Regions from separate parts of the Rattus norvegicus genome. Here region 2 is linked to region 1. Evidence: chromatin contacts called from public Hi-C data. All regions are on one chromosome and are shown on one strand. The core of a region is the stretch at or near the end of the contact, and the rest is flanking DNA. Distances in the headings are between cores, read along the strand shown. Region 1 holds the start of Matr3 (matrin 3). Region 2 holds the start of Ube2d2 (ubiquitin-conjugating enzyme E2D 2).

The links. A called contact is a pair of places that touch in the nucleus more often than the background predicts.
Region 2: a Hi-C map of liver shows a contact between it and region 1, with 3 times the contacts expected there. The contact joins the promoter of Ube2d2 here to the promoter of Matr3 in region 1. A contact is called at or near these places in 2 of 12 Hi-C or Micro-C datasets (both in liver).

What each region holds. Positions count from the first base shown.
Region 1 is chr18:27,433,554-27,439,637 of GRCr8, reverse strand. It overlaps Matr3 (matrin 3), which reads right to left and starts at 1,814. Exons shown (of 15, transcript NM_019149.3): 1 at 1,751-1,814.
Region 2 is chr18:27,634,233-27,640,331 of GRCr8, reverse strand. It overlaps Ube2d2 (ubiquitin-conjugating enzyme E2D 2), which reads right to left and starts at 1,933. Exons shown (of 7, transcript NM_001393772.1): 1 at 1,506-1,933. The coding sequence starts at 1,529.

The DNA of each region.
Region 1 (6,084 bases), core at 565-3,064:
GTGACATCTGCGTTGGTAAAAACATTTAAGTGCAAAGGCAACCTTGGGGTTTTTTGCAGTAAAACACTTTCTCCTCCCTTCTAAATTCCTGAAATGCTAATGTTCAAAAGTTATGAAGAGAACTGGCAGGGCGTGGTGGCACAAGCCTGTAGGTAATTCAGCTCTAAGGAAGTTAAGACAAGAGGTACAGCCACTCAAAAACAGCCTCCAGCTGTCTCGAAAAGAAATCTACATAACGCGGAGTGACTTAACTGCTAGTACAATAATGTTTTGAGACAATCTTGTTATCACCCAGACTGGCCCTAAGTCAGGGCAATTCTCCTGCTTGTTCTCTTGAGTGACGCTATTTATTACAGATATTCGTCATTACGCCCAGCAATTAGGAGCTTTTTCAACACCTATGGAAAACCGCCTAAGATATAATTAAATTTTGCCCGCATAGTCAAGTCTAAATTTACCTGGGCGAAACATGTTGGGCCGACTGACAAGTTAGCCCATTTAAATATGCAGCACGCAGCATCAAATTAAAAAAAAAATCCTACGAACATTTCCTATGAAACCAGCGACACGAAATTTCAGGGCTCCAGAAAGACTAGAAATTACAGAACCACATCTAGACCTTCTAGAAACGTCTAGATAAATAACTGTAACCTATCCAATATAGAAATATTCCACAGAAGGGGCTATTCCACAAGACACTCACAGAACAGGAAACCCGCCTAAGGAACAAACACCTACGGTAAAAGAAAAACACAAAAGCATGGCAAAGCACTATCAGTGAAAAGATTGAAGGACTACAAAACCACGGTTCTCCAAACCCTTTGTCTGAAAACCGGAAGGTCCCACAACACACGATCCTGTCCAGAGGAACCTGGACTATTTTAATAGTGAAAAGAAATGTGTGGGAACTGATTAAATAAACAAATAACCTAGCATGCAAAGAGCTTTACCAAAGACGCAATTCAAAATCCTAGCGTTAACGTTTCATTTTCGGCCATTTTTACGCAACTGCGGGGGGGTGGGGGTGGGGGTGGGGGTGGGGAGGAATTGTTCCAGATGTCTGGCTAAAACGCGCGCGGGCGAGGGACGCGGGAGTCTTGGGAATGGGGCAATACAAGGCGGTGGATGAGGAATGGCAGAATTTTGACGCCGGAGAAAGAAACGTTGGTCAAAACACGCAAGCTTTTCACATCCTACGAAATCCTCCATTTTGGGTACTTTTTCAGAGGAAAAACGGCAAACGCACTATACGGGACCTGCGCTCCCACGGACTTTTACTTAGCTTTAACTATCCTCCTCAAATGGCAGGCCCCAGTGGACGGTCGGTCGGTCCCTCAGGCTTCGAACGCTCCTCCCTCCTCCTCAGCGCCGCGGCCCGCGTGTAACGGGCTCGTCCCGCCCCCGCCCACTGCGAGTCTAGGGCGCAGGACGCTCGGCGGACAAGCACACCTCCGGCCCCTCGGCTCTCCCGCAGCATCCCGGGCCGCTGCCTGGCTGCGTACCTTCCACTACAACTGCTCACCTCCGCCGCCCGAGGAGGCAGGCTGCGCCGCCACTACACTCCTAACATGGCGGCCGCCGCTCGGGCGGCTCACATACGCAGCGCCGAAGGAGGCAGAACGGACGAGCCGGAGAGAGCAGGAGCGGCGTGCCAGCTCCCTACAGCCTCAGCCACGGCGGCCGTCCGGCTCTGAAAAGACGCAGAGAGCCCCCAGCCACCCACCCGGACTCTTACCCTCTTCACGCCTACCTTAGGGGAAGGGAGAGGGAAAAGGAGAGATACCTCTCTCAGCGAGCGGGACGCGGAGGCTCCCACAATCCCCCGCAGCAACGGCGCTGGCAGGAGGTGGTGACTGAACGAGAACCAAATCTCGCGAGAGCGCCCGTTCCCACCCCCGCCCCAGTTCTAGTTCGGCACGCGCTAGGCCCCTCCTCCTGCGTGGGGTGGGCACCTGACACCCACGCGGCCCGCGTTGTTCTCCAAGGCTTAGGAACGTTCCCTCTTCCCGCGAAGGCGGGAAGGTGGCACCAGATAGTCTACAGGTTCGAATACCTCTCTGAAAAATGCTCTGCATCTCAACATCTACATAATGCTGCAAAATATAAGTTAGCAGCGTTAGGTGGGACTCTCTACATTCTCCAATGAGGACATGTAACCAGAATGAACTAAAGTTTTAGTTATTTTTTTTTTTTTATCGTGTCAAGCCAGGAGAGGAAGAGAGGGGGAGAGAGAGAGAGAGAGAGAGAGAGAGAGAGAGAGAGAGAGAGAGAGAGAGAGAGAGAGGGGAAGAGCGGAAGGAAGAGTGAGAGTGAGGAAAAATAAAGTTTTAGTTATTTAACCAGAGTTTCTGCTCCTAATGGCTAAGGGCCTGGGAGCTGAGATGCTGGTCATTTATAAAATCCACGATTCTCCCGTTTTGAGATAATATAAAGTCCAGCAGGCTAAAAACACCCTCCAAGAACTTAGAATTTGGAAGGCAGAGAATCTTCCTACATAGCTATGGGCAGCTTTCTGTGGGGTGGCAATGCTACTTATGCAAAACCAGATCATTTTGACAGTTTAAAAGATGCAAGGCTCAGCCTCCCAGTTAGCAACTTGACTAATAGATGTTGTATTAAAGGAAAACAGGGTTCAATGAGGACTGCAGAAACAGAAATCAGTTCGTTATGACAGAAGCCATAGCTATTAAATACAATTGGCAGAGAGACATCTTACATAAGGGGAGGCTGGAAAAAGGAAACAAACTACTATAGAAGTCACTAATAGAAATGTCTCTAAAGACATCAGAATAGAGATGAAATTTAAAGTTTTGTTGGGGGACAAGGGTATTAATCAATTTTAGTTTTTTCTGACAATTATATGTGGAACAAGTTAAACTCTGTGTTGGAGGACAGGAATAAAAGCTATAACCAAGATCATGGTTTCAAGTGATAACAAGACTCAACGGTCATTGAAATACCAAGATCTCCCTGTCAAATTTCAAGTCACAATACACTTTATCAAACATTTGCAAAACTCTAATGGCATCTCTTGATTTCAAAGAAATCAAACACTTTTTTATTGAAGATCTGTAGTATAGTGGAAGACAAATTACTGGTCCTAGGAGATTCATCACAAAAACGATTTGGAAGATTGTATTCATAAAGTACATTTTAATAGCTTGGGGATACAAAGTTAGGAAGACCATCCTCTGATGAGGCAGACATTTGGCCTTAAGGAGGGTTAGGCTATGAGCAGGGACTCTTATTTGGGCTTCAGTGGTGTGGCCTCCACCAGGGATGGTAAGAATAAAGCCTTCAAAGCAGGAAAAATTGCTAAGAGTTTTTAAAGGTCTAGGTGACCAGCCTGGTGCAGATATATGATGGGATTTTCCAATGTCAAGCTTTAAGAGTGGAAGGCTCAGGACCTGACCTGGAAATAAGGCTTTCCAACCAGGAAATGCATCTGTGTAGGACAAAATGCATTAAAGCATTTGCCTTAAGCCTGCAACCCCAACTGAGGCAAGTGCGAGAGCAGTCTAGATTAAGACCCTGCCTTACAGAAATCACATCCATACCATATTTATCTGGTAAGTATAGGAAACACATTATCAATGTATTTTGGGGGATTGCAGATTAAACACAGGGATTTATAATATGTTGCAAGGAAGGACAGTATATTTCATATTTCCAAGGGGATTGAACCCAGCATCTCATAAAACCCTGTGACTGAATCCAGTCTCCAATTCAGTAATTACTGTCAGATTTGACAAAAGTTGGGGATGTAGTTCAGCCAGTCGGTTACTTGAAGCTTTGTGCTGAGGTTCAGTCCTCAACATAACTGAGGCAGTGTCTGCAGGTCTGTAAGGCTGGAGGTTCAAGAGTCCTACATACCAAGACAGGTGAGTTTTGGTTAGTCACCATAATTTTACATTTATTTATCTTTAATATAATCTGCCATGAACTTAGCCACAAACACCAATGGTCTTTCCTCCCGTTGAATTAGGAGTCTAGTAGTTTTATTCATTGCCTTAAAATGGTCCTGGGTTCAATCTCCCCAGAATGGGGAAATGTGTATATCTTATACGAAGCAGGAGGTTTACCATGCCTGTAACTGCAGTACTCAGCAAGAGCCTCTTACTCAAAAACACAAAGCAGCAGCTTAGGTAGTGGGAGAATGATTTGGCAATTAAGTGTGTGGTGTTTTTGTAGAGGACCGAAGCTCAGTTTCAGGAAACCTTGAAGAGGTGGTTGACAAATGCTCCTCCTACAGTTCGGCATTCACACCCTCAGGAACTCTGTATCATTAACATAACCTTTAAAGCAAAGCATCCAACACGTCTAAGTGATTATAGAGAAGGTACAAGCACATGGCCCCATGATCCATCCCCAGCAACTGTCCATGAAGATTAACTTTACCTACAGGATCTTCCTTGTCAATCGGTCAGATTGGACAACTCTCACCAATTGCCAGGTAAAGGGGAGCCAGGTAGCACACTCAACACACAGACTTCTGGTCATTGTACCTTCTCCTCCAGAGGCTGGGAAAACTGCCCAGACAGAAACCTTTTAATGAGGTCTCACCGTGTATAACCTTGGCTGCTAATGGATAGATCCCAGCCCAGAAACCTATCCCAGAGAAAGAACTGGGAACGCTGACGTTACTTTTATACAATGAATGGCTGTTTGCTTGATTTCCTTTTCAGGCTAACCTGAAAGCAAGGCGGCAAACTGATTTCCTTCAGTTAGGGCAAGGGTGCTGCTAGGTAAAAACCTCAAGCATTAGTTCATTAGCTCAGTGAGACTGTTCTCCTAAGAGTTGCTCACAGCTCCATTTATGGGAGCCATTCACAAGCCCCAAGAGTCATTTCCACTCTTTTCAAGTCCTTAATTAGTTGCTCTCACCTGCCCTTTCCTTCTGTGCAGATTCCTAGGGGCTAGAGAGGCTTTTTTTGTGTCCCACTGGGATCTCTAGAATTTATCCCTCTGGGTTTTTTCTAATTGTAATCGAGACTTGGCCCAACATTTCAAGAAAGATGTCACTTGTTTAAACCGTGTCTAGGGCTGGAGAGATGGCTCAGTGGTTAAGAGCACTGATAGCTCTTCCAGAGGTCCTGAGTTCAAATCCCAGCAACCACGTGGTGGCTCACAACCATCTGTAATATACATTAAATAAAAATTAAAAAAAAAGTTTAAACTGTGTCAAAGTAATGAATGGCCATTATTAATGGCTGCACTAGTCGCCTACTTTTTTTTCGGAGCTGGGGACTGAACCCAGGGCCTTACGCTTGCTAGGCAAGTGCTCTATCTACCACTGAGCTAAATCCCCAACCCCATGCCTACTTATTCTTAACTTGTTCCCTTTAATGTATACAGATGTGGGACATAAAACATGTTCAGAGCAATTTGCCAACACTACCTGTTGCCCTTCTTCAGTACCCAGGTTTAGTTCTGAGCACCCACAGTGACTCACATCCCAGTTTAACCTTCAGTTCTAGGGCATCTCTCAACCTCATAGGCACCAGGAACACTCATCAGATCCCCTGGGTCTTTAGTTAAAGATGATTGTGATCTACCCTGTGGATGGTTGGCATTGAACCCTAGGGTCCTCTGGAAGAGCAAGCAGGCCCTTTAACTGATAAACTGTCTCCTCAACTTTCCCCCACAAAATAATAAAACAGTGTAAGTTGTTTTGAATGCTTTAATGATTCAACTTGAATTTAGCAGGACCTAAAGGACAACTGGGATAAGTAGTGACTAATTAACTCCATTTATCAATTAGTAAATCCCATTAAATTACTTTAGTTGCATTATCTATGGCATTGAAACCCCCAGGACAGGGAATCCATGCATTAATAGCCACAGTATTATCTTCTTTCAAGATCACAGACAACCAAGCTGTAAGCATGCCTACCCATGGCCAGGAAGGCAACCTGAACAGTCCAAGAGCCAAACTTCTGTAGAAGGCTTAATGGATAAAGCTGCCTCCTGCCAAGCCCACAGCTTAGTTGGATTCCCAGGACTCACATGGAAGAAAGAGGGTGAACTCAGTGGTGCCCTCGGACGCCCACTAGTGTTGTGAGCAGCATATGCATTCCCACTCAA
Region 2 (6,099 bases), core at 684-3,183, 200 kb before region 1:
AAACTGGTAACTTTCAATTAGACTCCATAAAGACTACTAAAGTCTTAGAAATATATATATACATGTTACTTGGATGTTTATCTTTTACTTTGTTCTTATCCCTTACACTGTTTTTCTTTCGTTAAAGTTCAAACTTGAGCAATGGCCCTTCATTTTAGTACAAGATTTACTATCTAAAGTCTGCCCTTTGAGTTCTAAGAAATCAAAGAAAACAAAAGTTGTAAGATGCTAATTCACAGTAAGGAAAGGAATTAATTCCACAAGGTCTTGAATGAAGAATAAATGAGGACCAGTTACTGAACAGTCTACTCGTCATTCTGTGTTTACTTCATCCTCCATTCTTTTGCATTCTTATCCCACCGGTCGTTAGGGGTAATCCCAGGTCCAGCCACTTACTCATATGATAATGATTTAATATAGCCCATCTGAGGAGCCAAATAAAACACCAAGCAAAACTCATCAGGGGGTAACTTCCTATTTCCAAGAGGAAAGAAAAGTATCACTAAGTGATACTAAGAAGTTAACATCAGGGTGCCCTAAATTTGAATCGAAGTCAATGCTCTCCACAGTGTTAAATCTCATTATTTATTAAATAAATGGATAACCTTTCACTTAAAAGAGTTAAGAAATTATTTCTAACCAAAAATAGAGCAAAATCCCTTCTAAATCGGGGAGTCTTCTCGAACATTGCATCTAATTTCAGCATTAAAATCATTTTGGGAGAAATCTGTGAAAGGGATTTCTCTGGCGGTTTTCAAAGTTCGGTTTTTTTCTGAACCGAATGGCTTCTACTGTCTACCAGTTGTTCCACTAGATCCAATCCTGCAAAACTGAAGGGTTAGTTTCTGAAGACATACACCAATCCCAAGGAATAAAACCCTTCTCCACTTAATTCCCTCCTCTCCCCGAGTGGCATTTTCTTACCTCGGACTTCCTACTCCACTTTCTAGACCAGTAAGGTGGACTTTCGTGACCAGCTAGCTGACCCAGAGTTAAGTGAACTCAAAAGAACATTCGTGGATCGAGCAAATGGGCCCTCTGGTCGGCCTGACTATGTCCTCGATCTCAGGCAGCTCTTGAAGGGCGCCAGAGTAGGGGGACGGACTGGGCGAGCAGTCCTATCGACCTCGGATCACAGGGCCGCCCAACTACCAGCCGCTCCACCCCTGCCCCCCACCCGCCCTACGCCGCCCCAAGTCCTTTCTCGGCCGGACAATAGCCCCAGAGAGCATCAAGTCTCAGGCTGAAGGGAGGCCTGGAAGGGCGTCGGGGATGAAGGCTGCGAAGACAAGAGCAACTTCGGCCTAAGCAAGGGCCCCGTGCCCGGGCCTCCCTGGGCGCCATCTCTGGGAGTGGGGTGTGAAGGCCGCCCCCTGGGGCCGGCGCCGGCAGAAGGAACCAGACGCCGCGAGCCCAGTGGAGGCGACCGCGGGAAGTGCAGGCCGCAGCCTATTCAGCGGGCCCGCCCAGCGGCCCATTCCCACAGTAAACCCCTGGCCGCTTACCTTGTGGATTCTCTTCAGAGCCATGGTGGGAAACGGTGGCGGCTGGCCCCGGGGCGGGGACGGGGACGGGGGAGGGACGGGGAAGGGGCTAAGGGGCTTGAGACCGCCCGAGCGGTCGCGAGTCGACCGGAGAACGGGGAGCTCCGGAGCGCGGATACGACGAGCTGAGGGCCGAGGCCCACTCAGCTTCTGGGCCTGCCGCAGCGGTCACCGCATCACCCGGCGGCGGCCCCTTTATGCGCTGCTGCCACAGCCGCCGCCGCCGTAGCCTGCCTCTTCCTCGTAGGCTCAGCGCCGCCTCCTCGGCTGCCGTGGATCCCTCCGCCTGGGAGGAAGAGCCCCAAGCTCCAGGATCGCCGAGCGACTTACGGTGGCGAAGCCAGGGAAGCCTGCTTTCCTGCCTGGTGCAGGTGGACTAAGGGACGCGCGGGCGGGCGGCGCCGCCGGGGTGGGGCTGCCGGAGCGCGGGGTGGGCCCAGACCGAGGGACAGGTCGGGAGGCTCCGGGATTGGCGGGCCTGGGAGGGAGGGCCGGGCCGCGCCGGCGGCGGAGGGATACGGGCCGCCCCTGCCAGTACCGTACGCGCCTGCGCAGGCGCCGGCGCAGGCACAGCCGCAGAGGGGATGACGTCGCGAGGCAGGAGATCTCGCGAGAGTTTAGGCGCGGGTTCTAGACGCCCCCTCCTCCCGCCAAGGCCTGAAGTCAGCTTCTGGTACCCTGTGTGCCTGCGCCTTCAAAGAACGAGAAACGCTTAAAGGCACGGGTTTTCCACATTGTTTAATCACCATCAGACTTGGAAGTAACTAATCCGACTGTCACTTTCCTGAAAAAGAAAGGGACTTTTCTAAGGTCACACAACTCTTCAGCCTCACTGCCACCCAAAAAAGAGGGTCCTAGAACTTGCTTGCACAGGGAGCCCTGAGACTGCCCGTCCCCCGCAAAAAAAGACCTCAGCTGGACATGACTCGAATGTTATATACGCAACCACTGACTTGTTAGCGTTAGGAAATAGGCCGTGTAGAATGAAGAAATACAAAAAGGATTTTTGGCAAGGTTTCATAACAAGTGGCAAAGTCGATCACCTCTCCTTAGAGAGGTGGACCCCCAAAGGCAAAAACCTTAGTTAGTCAGTCACACAGAATCTGTAAGTTAGAGGTTCTGTATGAGGAGGGACATTATGTAGGCCCAAGTCTTTTTGAAATGTGAAGAAAGAGGCACAAAAATGCCTTCATGTCTGATTTGTAATTTTTTTCGTGATGATGACATTTTTGTACTTAAAAAGCAAAATAGGAGTTGTCTATAGCTTTGTGGGTGATGGTGTTTGCTGCTGAGCCTGGTGACCTGAGTTGGATCCCTGAGACCGACTTGAGGAAAGGAGAGAACCTATTCCAAGTTATCCCGTGACCTCCGCATCCAAGCACAGGTACACACGCAGGCAGTACTTACCCTCACGAATGTAACTTCAAAAAAGATGACATGTATTTTACTGAGCCCATTTCGGGAAACTTTTTTTTTAAAATGCTGTTTCTAGGTACAAGAGAGATTGTTCAATGGTTAACGGTACACATTGCTCTTGCAGAGGATAAGAGGTTGGTTTCCAGCACCCACCTCAGAATTAAAATTACCTGTGACTCCAGCCCTAGGGTTTCCAACACCTATGGCCTCTGTACTCATGTGCACTCAGAGAAATACATACATAAAAATAAAATAGTTGTTTTCTTTTTTTTGTTAAATATTTTATTTATTTATTATATATTATGATTACACTGTTGCTATCTTCAGACACACCAGAAGAGGGCATCAGACTTGTTTCAGATGGTTGTGAGCCACCATGTGGTTGCTGGGATTTGAACTCAGGACCTTGGGAAGAGCAGTCGGTGCTCTTAACAACTGAGCCATCTCTCCAGCCCAAATAGTTGTTTTCAAAAGCTGTTTCCGGGGTTGGGGATTTAGCTCAGTGGTAGAGCGCTTGCCTAGGAAGCGTAAGGCCCTGGGTTCAGTCCCCAGCTCCGGGGGGGGAAAAAAAAAAAGCTGTTTCAAAAAAAAAAAAAAAAAAGAAGGTTTTAAGTAGTTTCTAGCCTTATTATTAAAAATAAGGGTGTGTGGGTAGGAGACATTTAATGGATATTTAACTCACTTTGGATAAAGAACTGACTACAGACCAAAGTAAGAATACTAACGAAGTCCAACATGGTGAACCAATGCGTTTCCTTGGGATTACTTAGAGGAGCAGGGGTGACCCAAAGGCAGCTGCATTTCTGAAAGCCTATCCCAGCACAGTGGCAGCTTTGTAAAGCCCTGGAACTTACTGTATGACTTGCAGGCAGCTTCATAACTTGGAATATATCCTAGGGTGTACACTGGTCTTTGTTCCTTATAGGTCTCTAGTGCCTTCTTCCAAGAAGCTCAGTTGGTCTGTCTCCTCCAAGTCTTTATATATTCTTAGGGTGGGGGCAGCCTTGTGTATCTGGTCAGTTTCAGGGACTTCCTAAGACTCCTGGGTTGTTTACTCTCCAAGTTGTTTTTGGTTGGTTGGTTGGTTGGTTTGAAGGGAGGGCCTCACTATGTAGCCCTGGCTGTTCTAGAACTTGCTATATAGACTAGGCTGACCTCAAACTCACAAAGATCTACCTACCTCTGCCTCCTGAGTGCTGAATTACAGGTGCGCACCACCACAGCTAGCTGCTTTCTGAGCTTTAAAGCATTTTCCGTTAGAATTCCCAGTCTTAATGTGCCTCCTTAGAAGTCCCCAGAACTTAATGAACTTCAGAGGAAATTGCTATACGACATTTAATCAGGGTCTCAATCTAGCTTCAAACTATGTACTTGGGAGTGCCCTTGAGTACTTCATTATCCCGGCTCTACCCACTGTGTGCTGGATTCCAGGTATGTGCTGTCTATCACCTCTGTCTCTCACACCCCAGTCTAGGCCCTTGGGGAGAAGCTACTATTATTTTTGTCTTAAGGACATAGTATTAATCTAACTCCTAATGACTTAGGTTATTCCCATAAATTAACGCGTCTATCAGCCCTTATCAGAGAAGCTTCTATTTGCAGGAGATGGCCACAACCGGCCAAGGTACAAAAAATAAGAGAATTAGGAGTGCCCAGCTCAAAATGAAACTTATATTCCCCATTCCCCCCTCCCACTACAGAAGAGGAGGCAGAAAAAGTATAAGAGTCAGAAACAATGGATGACTCCAAAGAAAACAGTGTCTTCTGGATACAAGAGGAGCTGCACATATGACCTCATGGTGTCTGTGACAGCATCTACAATACCTGGCCAAGCCAAAACAGATCAAATCCCAGCATAGAGAGTAACTGGTCACTAATCCCCACCACAGCCAAGCTGTGGAGTCATTGACAGTTGTTAGCTGATAGAAGATGGCAGTCACTGACAAGATCCTCAGTGAAAGGTGACATCACACAGCCAAGGATAGTTGAGCAGTACAAATTGGTTTTGATGGTTTAAAAAAAGAGAAAATCGGGGCTGGGGATTTAGCTCAGTGGTAGAGCGCTTACCTAGGAAGCGCAAGGCCCTGGGTTCGGTCCCCAGCTCCGAAAAAAAGAACCAAAAAAAAAAAAAAAAAAAAGAGAGAGAAAATTGAATGAAAGGGGAAAGGAAGAGTTTGGGGAGCAGGCAGGAATACATTCTAAACACATTGCTCGGCCTGGTGTGATAGTTATAGTGGTGTACCCCTTTAGTCCTAGAGGCAGAGGCTGATAGATAGATCTCTGTGAGTTCAAGGATCTACATAGAGAGTTCCAGGACAGCCAGAGCTACAAAAGGAGACTCTCTCCCAAAACTGAACAAAAACATTGTGTACAACTTTCAAAGAACTAGTAAAACTTTAAAAATAGATAAAATGGAAGTACAAGATAGAACGTTGTCTTCATTTTCCCAAGAAAACTTCTGTCAACCTAAAATAAATACAGCGTAATGGTTGGTCTAGTGAATGTACTCGGTTGGCAGAGCATTTCCTACCAGGCACGAAGCCCTGGCTACGAGCCGAAGCCCTACCTAAGAGAAAGATGGTATACATTTAAAATGGTATACATTTTTATTTCTGGTCCTTAGGGGGTGGAGGAAGGAGACTCAGAAGCCCCAGGTCATCCTAGGCTACACAGTAGGTTCGAAGCAATACCTCAGGTGTCTGGGGGGAGTGTTGCTAATGATGTAATAGGGAGTCAGTGTTAATCCTTATAAAGCTCCAGCAGTGCCTCCTTAGCATTCACTAGACATGATGTTGCTGTATCAGGAAGGTATGAACTGAAGCACAGTGGTACATGTATGGTACAATCCCAGTCCTCCATCGGCAGACGCAGGAATATCTATAGTTCAAGGCCAGCCCAGGCCGTCTCCAACCAAGACACCAAGAAAGGCAGGTGTGACACACACCTATAATCTTTGGCAGGATGCTAAAGCAAGAGGCTCTCAGTGTGTTATTGTGATGGGTAATCTTGGTTGTCAATTTGACTACATCTGGAATCGACTAAAAACCCAAGCAGCTGGGCATGCCTTTAAGGGATTTTCTTGATTGGGATCATTTGAAGTGGGAAGATTCACCCTAAACCCAGGCCACACTGACTGCCA